Linked DNA regions of Mus musculus: region 2 is linked to region 1. Evidence: chromatin contacts called from public ChIA-PET data. All regions are on one chromosome and are shown on one strand. Each heading gives the region's core, a stretch centred on a gene start, on an enhancer-like site or on the middle of the called end of the contact. The rest is flanking DNA. Distances are from core to core; before and after follow the strand shown. Region 1 has its middle 61 kb from the start of Gm32076. Region 2 has its middle 12 kb from the start of Fez2.

Region 1 (5,337 bases), core at 1,216-3,715:
GCTGTAAGATCAAGAATTAACAAATGGAACCTCATAAAATTGCAAAGCTTCTGTAAAGCTCCTAGCTCAGCCTTGAGTCACAGGCCTTTCATTTCCAAGAACTTGCGGAAATTTAGTATCCTATTCCATCAACTGCCCTACACCCAGTTCCCTTGAGCCACAAACCTTCATCTTCACAAGTCTACCTCAGAACTTCTTTGGTGTAGCTCAGGAGAAGTTCTGGCCTCCATCTCGTAAAAAATCAAGATTTAAGGCTGGTAATATTTGCCGCCTTACTGTTCCTTCTGGCTTATACTATCCCTGCATCTAATTTTATAACACCAAGTATTTTCTACTTTTAATGCCTTTCTTACACCATCATTTTCTTCTTAGTCTCTTAGACACCAACTTCAGTATGAATTATAAACTCTTTGTGCTCCATGAAATTGGTTTCTTCTTTCCTGTCTCCAACAGGAAAGAAATATCTTAGAACCATCAACAAGTGACCAAAAGCTTGAAAATCGTCACAGATCCGATGTGAATTAAAGAAAGAAAGCAAAGATAATTCAGTGAGTTGAATGTCCTTATAGGATATTGATTTACTGACAATTGACTCATGATTTGGATCCTAATATTCTTGTTTCTACTTCCCAAACGCTGGGATTGCACACATGAGCCATTTTTAAATGCATTTATGACATATCTCCTGTCTTTCTGGATGCTGGAGGTGATGCGCAAAGCAAATGCTCAGCCACTAGACTGCACCCCAGCCCTGCACTGCCTCCCTTTACTTCTTCTTTCCTGGCTCACATTTAACTCAAATGGAAACTACACACCTAGCCTTTCCTGATCCCGCCCCTCTCTCCAATACCCCCGTAGTCTGGTCTCTGTAATTATTCATTCCAATTACCTTTATGAGCCTATTGCTAGCCCATTTCTCCTCTCAAGGCACATACTTTGACATATTTGGACTCATGTCACTCACAGGCAGCCCCCGCATATAATAGCTGCTCAGGGAAAGGTTTTGAATAACTGAGTCTCTGTGAGGCATTCACCATTATTCTAGAAGTTCTATAAATATTTGTACGTTATAATTTAATGTTATAAGTGCTTTAAATTATAAATGGCATCACATTTCGTTCCAGCAAAAGTGCCATGAGACAGTATTATCACCAGGGTAGGGGAGGAGATCACACAGAAAGAAAGAATCACAATGGGAATTTACATCCAAGTGACAGGAGTTCTAAGGTGCACTTCCCTCTGTTGTTCCCCATCGTTATCTGAGTTGTGGACACTGGAGGAAGCATCCTCCATCACTGTTTTCTGAAACAAGCCAAAATTTGTTCTCTTCTATGAATCAGTTGTCAAATATAAATGAGATTTGCTTGCAATGATCTAAGATATTGCATTTAAGAATCTAATTAAGAATGTATTTTTCGACTGATGTTCAAGGGACATTGGCAACTGGGGAGCTTCAGTGTAATTCCTAAGAGGTAATGGTCAAGAATCACTCATAACTTTCAGCACAAGATGCACAGCTGTGCGTGAAAAGCACTAACTGTCTTTCTGCTTATTAAAAAAATCTGGCTTATGTCAGCTGTTAGAATGGGCTGGAGATGACACAAAGATTGCTCTGGCCTCTCTACATGGCAACATCATGAATTAGGAGATGAAGTATAGTTCATACATGCACATGCATATAGAAAATGCCACCAGTGTGTTCTCTGTAGGTTGTTTTATAATACACTTACTATGTCCAGGAATAGAAAAGAAATCTGGAATCATTATGTCCAGCCATTTAACAGCAGTGTAGAGGGGACCAAAAGCAGAATTCACTCATCTCCAAATAGAGAAAAAAAATATATCAGATCAGGTTTCAGGACCAGGTGTCCTTTCCAGAAGGTGGGAAAATTAACAAACGATACTGCTGCCAAGGCCAGAGCCCACCTCTGATGGCTTGGAAAGTGACTCGAAGACACATGGTTAGAACTTGGGCTCCTAGTCAAGCCCCTGGTCCAGCTGCATGGCTCCAAGTTGGCATGAAAGTAGGAGACACCTGGAAAATCAAGGCAAAATCAAAACACATCTCTCGGTTAAGAGGAAATCAGGCGTGATGTTGGCTAGGAAAGGACAGATTCGCTGGACAGCTGCCTGGAATGGAAGTTGTTCCCTTGGCATCTGAGGTCACACTCCACGCTTTTATCCTCTGAGGTACGGGTCAACTCGGTCTATTCAGGTTCATCATTGTTAGGAGAGAATCGACTTTATGCACTAGTTTGAAAGTTTATCTCCGAAGTACTAAGTGGTAAGATGGTATGATTTAAAGGTGAGCGAATGAAAGAAGCCGCGGTTCTCGAGGGCATGCAGAACTCATCCGAATAGAAGGCCCATCCTCAGTAATTCGAACACCAACAATCTCTTTGGTGATGTGTGTCATACAGAACTTAGTCATACAGGTAGCTTCTGTCACTCCTCCTGAACTACTGTGACATTAGAACTTGCTCTGCCCAAAGTGACCAGTAGTTGTCCTCATTAGATAAGTAATCTATCATCCACACTAGCGGTTTTTGTTTGAAATAGAATCTTACTCTGTACCACAGATTAGCTTGAAATCATAGGCAATTCCCCTGCCCCAGCTTCTCAAAAGCTGGACCTACAGCCTACTCAGTCCTTAGCCACCATATCTGACTTAACATTTGGTTCTTATTATAAAGAAAAACTCATCTATTGGACTAATAGTAAGTACAAGTTTTTTTTCTTCCACTCCCTTCCCCCCCTCCCATTACTTTTGCTAAATAATATTTCATAAAGCACGATAGGTTGAAGAAAGGAACGTTCAGGACTCTGATGTATCAGAAGCCTCAGACAGCATGAGTTCCAACAGCAGAAGGATACCTCTGGGCATTGACCTGAAACTTAAGAAGAGTCACCTGAAAGTTCTGAGAACAGGCAGCATGCTGCAGTAAAAGCTTCCTAATTCCCTATACTACACAATGCTAAGTGCTTTATGGGCTGTGCCAGGAAAAAGTCCTTAGTTGCAAATAACAGCAAAGCCATTCAAACAGAAGGTGCAAAATCAAACAAGTTCATTGAAGACTTTTAAAGGATTACCCCCAAATGAAAGAAGGGTTTGATCTAACTGTAGGAACAGAATGGAACTACACATGTTTTCTGATCAAGATTAGCCAAATTGTGTTGCTGGTCAAAGCAGGTGAGTTGATGGCCATTCTGACTATGATCTCTAACATTTTAGACAATACCATCCCAACCTTCCCTACCTGCCACCCTGAGACATCTTCAAACTGTTTTGGTGAATGTTGCCCACCCACACAACAACTCCAGAAATTTTCTCTTTTAGGGTCTGAAACCAAAACACATTTATTCACTCTAAAATTAATGAATTTAGCATGGAAACTTAGAGTGGAGAAACTGCTCATTGTTGGGCCACACACATATATAAATACCCTCTAATGTCTTAAAAACAAAACAACCATAGCACATTCCGGTACATGGTGAGCTTACCCTTTCTAATGGTACAAGGAGAAATGTCAGGACATGACTATGAAGCGGAGCTTCCCCATAAGGATGTTGTGCAGAGATCACCACCAGCTTGAAAAAATATTGAAACCATTCCCCAGAGACTAAAAGTTGAATACATTTGGTTTTGCCTTCAACTGCATCTGACGATAGCAAGCCAAGGGTGAAGATTAGTGAAGCTACATTTTCACAACTTCCCATGACATTTTTAACTGGCTGGTTTCTTTGTAACACATTCATTATCACTATCTTGAGAGGAAGGAACACTGACTAAATTTCTGCATTAGCCCACAGACCACAGCCCAGAAACAGAAAGCACAAACGTCAGTCAATACAACAATGTAGACTTAATACTACTTAAATAAATCCACATTAATCAGTTTGATTAACAGTACAACACTAACCCAAATATACCTGTAATAAAGCAAACGTTCTTAGCCTAATTTGGCCATTTTTTTTTACAGAAACCTAAACAAAGACTATAACCACAAATTAAAGAATTTAAAGAAGTACAAAGCTGAGACTATCCATTTTCTTAGATATGTGAATTAAAATTTAAAGTCATATTGGCTAGCAAAAAATAAAAACAGAAAATGATCTATTTTGTAATAATTATATATGTATATGCAATATATGTAAAAAATTATATATATGCAATATATGCAAATTTTTTGGTAACATCAATGATTACAAAGAAAGAAAACTAATGTTAAAAACATCACACATTTATAAACATTAGACAATCTATATCAGTTATAAGTATTTCTGTACTTATTCTATATTAATTCTCATATGGCACCAGCATGTATGTTTTCATTAGCATAGATGCATCTTGCATTACTATATTCTCACACATGCATCTTGTGTGCTTTGTTTATATTCACTCCAATACTGTCTATTGTCACCCCACCCCCATTGCCTTCTTTTTCCTACACAGCCTCCTTCAAACACGGCATGTTCACGTGTGCATGTGTGTGTGTTTAAAATCTAGAATTCACTGTGTCCTGCTTCTTCTTTTTGAAGAATTGATAATGTGTAAGATAATTTTCAGATGCAAAACTGTTCGTGTGTTTTTTTCTTTCTGCTTTTGACATAGAGACTAACAGTATATAGTTCAGGATAGCCTCAAACTCAACAATACTTCTCCTCCAATCCCCTGAGTACTATAATTACAGTAATATGCTGCCATTTCTAGCTAAAACATTTTAAATATCTTAAATTCAGGATTATATTCTTGAATTTAATACCCAAATGCAACTGAGAAATATACGGGGAACAACTGAGATATTGAGAGCATGTACTATTCAATAAAGCTATGGTTTTTCTAATAGCACAGTTGTCTGCATGCATGTGTATCTGTGTAGATGCATTAATTAAGGACCCATGAAGATAAAGTCCAATTGTCAGCCCCATAGTGCTAAGGAACAGTGCTTCCAAAGGTGGGATAAGATGAAAAGGTCTCTCTTTTTTATTCTACGTATTTATCAATGGCTTAAAACCACTACCAAAACAGTTCAGTCAAAATTATAACAAAATTATATGTAATTATATATATTCATCATATATTAAGGTACAATATAAAATTATATATCATATATCACATATTATATGTGATATATAATTATAACAATTACAACAAAAGATTACAGCCACTTAGCGGGTAAAAGGATTTACTGTCAAGCATCAAGATTTTAGTTTTATATCTGGAACCCATTTAAAAGAGAGAAAACCAACTTCTGCAAGTTGTCCTGTGGTCTCAAATATACTTAACACACACTTACAAATAAATATATTAAGAAATAAAGATTAAAGAAATAAAGA
Region 2 (4,831 bases), core at 252-2,751, 380 kb after region 1:
AACCCAGGTTCAACCTTTAGGGACAAGCGAGCATCTATCGTTTACCTAAGGCATTTCCACATTTTTCTGTAGTCACATCCAGTGATCATCCTGGAAAAGCCCAATGTACCAGTGCTACAGGGAAAGTGGGAGTGCGAAACTAGGTCTGCCGCAGGAATTCAACTAACCTTCCATGGAGGGCAGTGATGCAGAAGTTGAGGCTACATCCAAATCAGGTATTCAGAAAACAGTGGTGGCCTCCCAGCAGTGTGTGGGGTTCCAGACACACTCTGCCCTCACAGGTGAGGCGAGCGCATCAATCAATGTCCAGCAGAGCAGGCAATGCCCTGAGTCCCAGCCACTCAGAAAAGGGCGTTTCATTCAGAAGAGTCAGCTAGCCATCAGCTGGACCCCTGTATGTTGTGACTAGAAACCTGGATCTGCTGCAAAGGAGGGTTTACCAGGAAACAGGAAGTTTAAGCTTTGGAGGCCCTGAGAGAGGCCATGCCATGTACAGTAATGCATCTTTACCATTATGGAGTTTGTGTGGAGTTACTGGGAAAAGATCATAGACTCTATCCAATTATAATTAGAAAGATTCATTAGCTGCTAACAAGATGAACAATCTCAGAGCCAAATTTGAGATTTCCATAAAGGAGGGATATGGGGAAGGGTTTTTTTAAAACCGAAAAACTGCAAGAAGTCCTTCAATGTCTATGTAAGCAAACAAAAACTGAACTATTCTGCCAAGTTTAAATGTTAAAGCAACTCAAAACAAGCTTTGGGTATCAAAATAAAAGCAGTTAGTTTTATCATAACAAGTAGATAGTCATGGCTATATATTTTTGGGTGGGGTCACTGAGTCTGGGTTACTGAGAACTTTTCTCCCAGGGAATGGAGTCAGCCAAATGGCTAGTGGGTACCAAGATGGATGCCTAGCATAAAATGGCACTTCTTTAGCTGTGACACATAGAAAGTAACTGAAGAGTGCTATCAGTTAAAGATCAGATACCAGTCACTGAAAAAAAATCACTTGCAATGTCCTAAAACCTTAGCTTACATATAAGGAACCCCAAAGAAGGATTCTCAAATTCCAAAAAAGCCTTACACAGTTACCTGTTAATGCTGCTTACAAGCCACAAATCTACAATAGTTCAAAATTATCAATCACAAAAATTTTTCTTTTCTTGAAAAAAGATTTTTTTTTCATACAATATATTCTGATTACGGTTCCCTCCCTAGTCCTCCCAGTTCCTCCCAGTCCCTCCCCCCACCCCACCCCCACCCCAGTCACCTTTATTATCTAGACCCGCACCCTTTTCAGTCTCTCCTTAGAAAACAGGCATTTAAGGAATTATAATAAAATAAAATAAGACAAATCAAAACCAAATCAGAATATGACAAAACAACCAAACAGGAAAAAGAGCCAAAGAAAAGGCGCAAAAAACACATCTCAAGGCGGAAGGAAGCACACACGTTTGTACACACAGGAACCCCATAAAAACCCACAACTGAAGGCAATAACAGATTCACAAAAGACACTGAGGCTGGAACAACCAGCACACCTGACTTCACATTACAGGCAAGGAACCTCCAAAGATGCCATTGAGATTGTTTCCTGTTGGCTGTTCTTGCTGGGCTTGTGGCCCATCCTTAAGAGTGATTTGTTTCCCTAGAGAGATGCCCTTGGAGAAAACTCACTTTTCATTTTCGAGTGACTATCAGTTGGAGATAGCTTCTGGGTTAGGGTTGGACGAATGTGTCCACTTCCCAAAAGAAAAAACACTTTGATAAGCCATGTTAGAAGGCTGTTTCTTCTTCCTCTTATCTATGGGAAATAAGGCTGTAGATTTATAGGAATTTATAGGAGGGAGAGTACTAAAGCTATATATTAAAAAGTTTATTACCTTAAAATATGTTTTGTCACCATTTGTCTGGTTTAAATATATATGTTTTGTTCATTCTACATAAATATTTAGTTCAATAACATGGTTTTCTCCTTACATGAGTGTTATAAAATTATACAAGGTTCATTTGCCAAGAAGAAGGAGGAGGAGGAAGAGGAGGAGGCGGAGGCGGAGGAGGAGGAGGAGGAGAAGGAGGAGGAGGAGAAGAAGAAGAAGAAGAAGAAGAAGAAGAAGAAGAAGAAGAAGAAGAAGAAGAAGAAGAAGAAGAAGAAGAAGAAGAAGAAGAGAAGAAGAAGAAGAAGAAGAAGAAGAAGAAGAAGAAGAAGAAGAAGAAGAAGAAGAAGAAGGAAGAAGAAGAAGAAGAAGAAGAAGAAGAAGAAGAAGAAGAAGAAGAAGAAGGAAGAAGAAGAAGAAGAAGAAGAAGAAGAAGAAGAAGAAGAAGAAGAAGAAGAAGAAGAAGAAGAAGAAGAAGAAGAAGAAGAAGAAGAAGAAGAAGAAGAAGTGGTTACAAGCTAAGTTGGTGGGTGAAGCCAGCCAGCAAAGGCCTAATTTTCAATATGATTTGCCAGCACATTAGTGCAGGGACAAACAGCTTTTAAAGCATTGGTTAATAACGCAATAGCTCAGAAGACTGGGGTATAATTCAATATTTACATGTTTTTGTTTCTAGTAAAAAGGGTGAAATGTATTTGTATATTTTTAGTGCACCTGAGGTTGGGCCTTTTTTTAAGCAGGCATTTCTATAGAAACAAACCTAACTGTAGTGGTTTGAATGAACAATGTCTCCCATAGGCTCGTATATTTAAGACTTGGTCCCTGTTTGGCGGCACTTTTTGGGAAGATTATGAACTTCTTAGAGGTAGAATCTTGCCAGGGGGAGCAGGTTGTGGTCTCAACGGCCTGCTACCATCCCCCCAGTCCACCACTAGGGGGCTCTCTTTCTGGAACCGGAAACCAAAGTCAGCTCTTTCTTCCATAAGTATTACACTTTGGTCGCGGGTGTTTTATCATAACCACAAAAAGTAACTAAGGCATATCCCTAAAGCAACAGCCGTATAAAGATTGTGAGTTTCCCTTTATCCCTACATAAGGCTGAGAAGTCTGCTAACAATGCTCGAGAAAAGAGTGTCTGCTGGCCTAGAGGACATTCGCGTTCTTTGTCAGCTATGATTCTTTCTGGGTTCTATATTCTAAGTATAAATAAAGCAGGGTTCCCCATAATGCACGTCTTCCTTGACCTTTCTAGCTTGTGCAACCCTTCCTTCCACCCATCCTGTGTCTACCCTCATGCTTAATAGCGAGCCTGTGGAATCCAGGTGCCACTCACTCTCTGGGCTTTTTGCTTGTTACCCTTTCACACCCAGTGCATGCTGCTGAGGCTTCTCTGAGCTGTTGTTTCCTATTCTGGTGAGCAGTGTTGCCTCGCCAAACCCTCAATCCTTCCATAAAACCCCATGGCCCTTCTCCACCCACAGCCACTACCTGGATGTTCTCAAACCTGCATAGAACAAAGCAATCTGGTGGGAGAGGCAACAGACGCCTCTTCTAGTCGCTTGTTCTATCACCTGTATCTGGTCTCAGAAAGTCTCCAATAGACAACTCTGTGAGTGAGCTTCTGCACACCTTTAGCCTTTCTATGTTCTCAGTCTCTGTCGTTTGTCATGGACAAATAAGAGGAGCCGGATCAGGAGGTAGATAGATATAGATATGGAAGACAGAGAGATGAGAGATAGTGAGAGGGAGAGATTAGAGAGACAGATATAGGAGAGAGGTGAGAGATAGAGAGATGAGAGAGACAGAGAGAGGGATTTTAGAGCTCCTGGATCTCAAAAATCTTGTCTTCCTTATCTGAAATTGACTTCAGTAGATTATCCTAGCTCTGTCCACCCACAACATGGACAATGATTCATCATTCTGATGGTTTTTGATAAAGCAATGGATCAGATTTATTGGCGTCCCTGATACACTCTGGGTATAGTAAGTTTGCTTTAGGAGTCCAGTTCATGAAAGTGTTCCGTGCTCACCTGAATCTTCAAAGGAAGAGAGGCCCTTAAGAATCTGTTACATTTCTTTTCACTTCTCTGATAACATATGTGATGATTAATCATTGATTGCGGTTTTACCTGGGTTAAGACATGCCTAGGAGATCAGCAAACTTCACCTCTGGGTGTATCTGTGCTGGCATTCTTCAAGGATGATTAGCTCCTGGGGGCTCTTATGTGGTTTAATTCTCCGATGGATTCAAATGTGAGCAGACTTTGTAGAGGTAGTAGAACTGTGACAGGTGGGTCCTGGTCAGAGGAAGTAGATCATAGGGATCATAGGGTTGTGCCTTTGAAGGGCATATCTGCACCCAGATTCTCTTGTGATTTCTTTGCTCTCTAATGACCATGAGATAAAGAGCTTGCTTCCTACGTGTCATGTATTCTGTGCCTGCCTCCCGGCAGGACTAAAAGCAATGAACCCAGGCTATTTCAGAGCAAACCCCCTGCACCAGTGGCTCTCAGTCTATGAGTTCTGACCCTGAGGGGTGTCAAAAGACCGCTTTACGGGGGTCACATATCAGATATGCTGCATGCTCGATATTTAATCACAATTCATACAGTAGAATATGCAGTTATAAAGTAGGAACAAAAATAATCTTATGGTTGGGGGAGGGGTCACCACGACATGAGGAGCTGTATTAAAGGGCCTTAGCATTAAGAAAGTTGAGAACCCAATAGAAAGAAGAAAACATCTTCAACAAATGTTGCTGGTCTAACTGGATATCTGCATGTAGAAGAATGCAAATAGATCAATATCTATCACCCAACACAAAACCAAGTCCAAATGGATCAAAGACCTCAGTATAAAACCAGATACACTAAACCTGATAGAAGAGAAGGTAGAGAATAGCGTGAACACATTGGCATAGGAGACAACTTTCTGAACAGAACACCAATCAT

Evidence for each region. ChIA-PET counts read pairs in DNA pulled down with a chosen protein or histone mark.
Region 2: an RNA polymerase II ChIA-PET map of effector CD8 T cells shows a contact between it and region 1, with 6 times the contacts expected there. The contact joins two enhancer-like sites. A contact is called at or near these places in 2 of 15 datasets of contacts at CTCF or cohesin (large pre-B cells and pro-B cells), 19 of 484 Hi-C or Micro-C datasets (B cells, the C10 cell line, CD4 T cells and 9 more) and 2 of 115 datasets of contacts at active chromatin or transcription factors (effector CD8 T cells and embryonic stem cells).

The regions. Positions count from the first base shown.
Region 1 is chr17:78,047,911-78,053,247 of GRCm38.p6, forward strand. No RefSeq gene overlaps it. Among named protein-coding and RNA genes, the nearest start is that of Gm32076, 61 kb to the left of the region's middle. Within about 2 kb of position 2,466, at least 3 of the 459 cell types and tissues checked have an H3K27ac peak or open chromatin away from gene starts, as enhancers often do. A contact at or near this core is called in effector CD8 T cells, where this site is marked.
Region 2 is chr17:78,427,745-78,432,575 of GRCm38.p6, forward strand. No RefSeq gene overlaps it. Among named protein-coding and RNA genes, the nearest start is that of Fez2, 12 kb to the left of the region's middle. Within about 2 kb of position 1,502, at least 4 of the 459 cell types and tissues checked have an H3K27ac peak or open chromatin away from gene starts, as enhancers often do. A contact at or near this core is called in effector CD8 T cells, where this site is marked.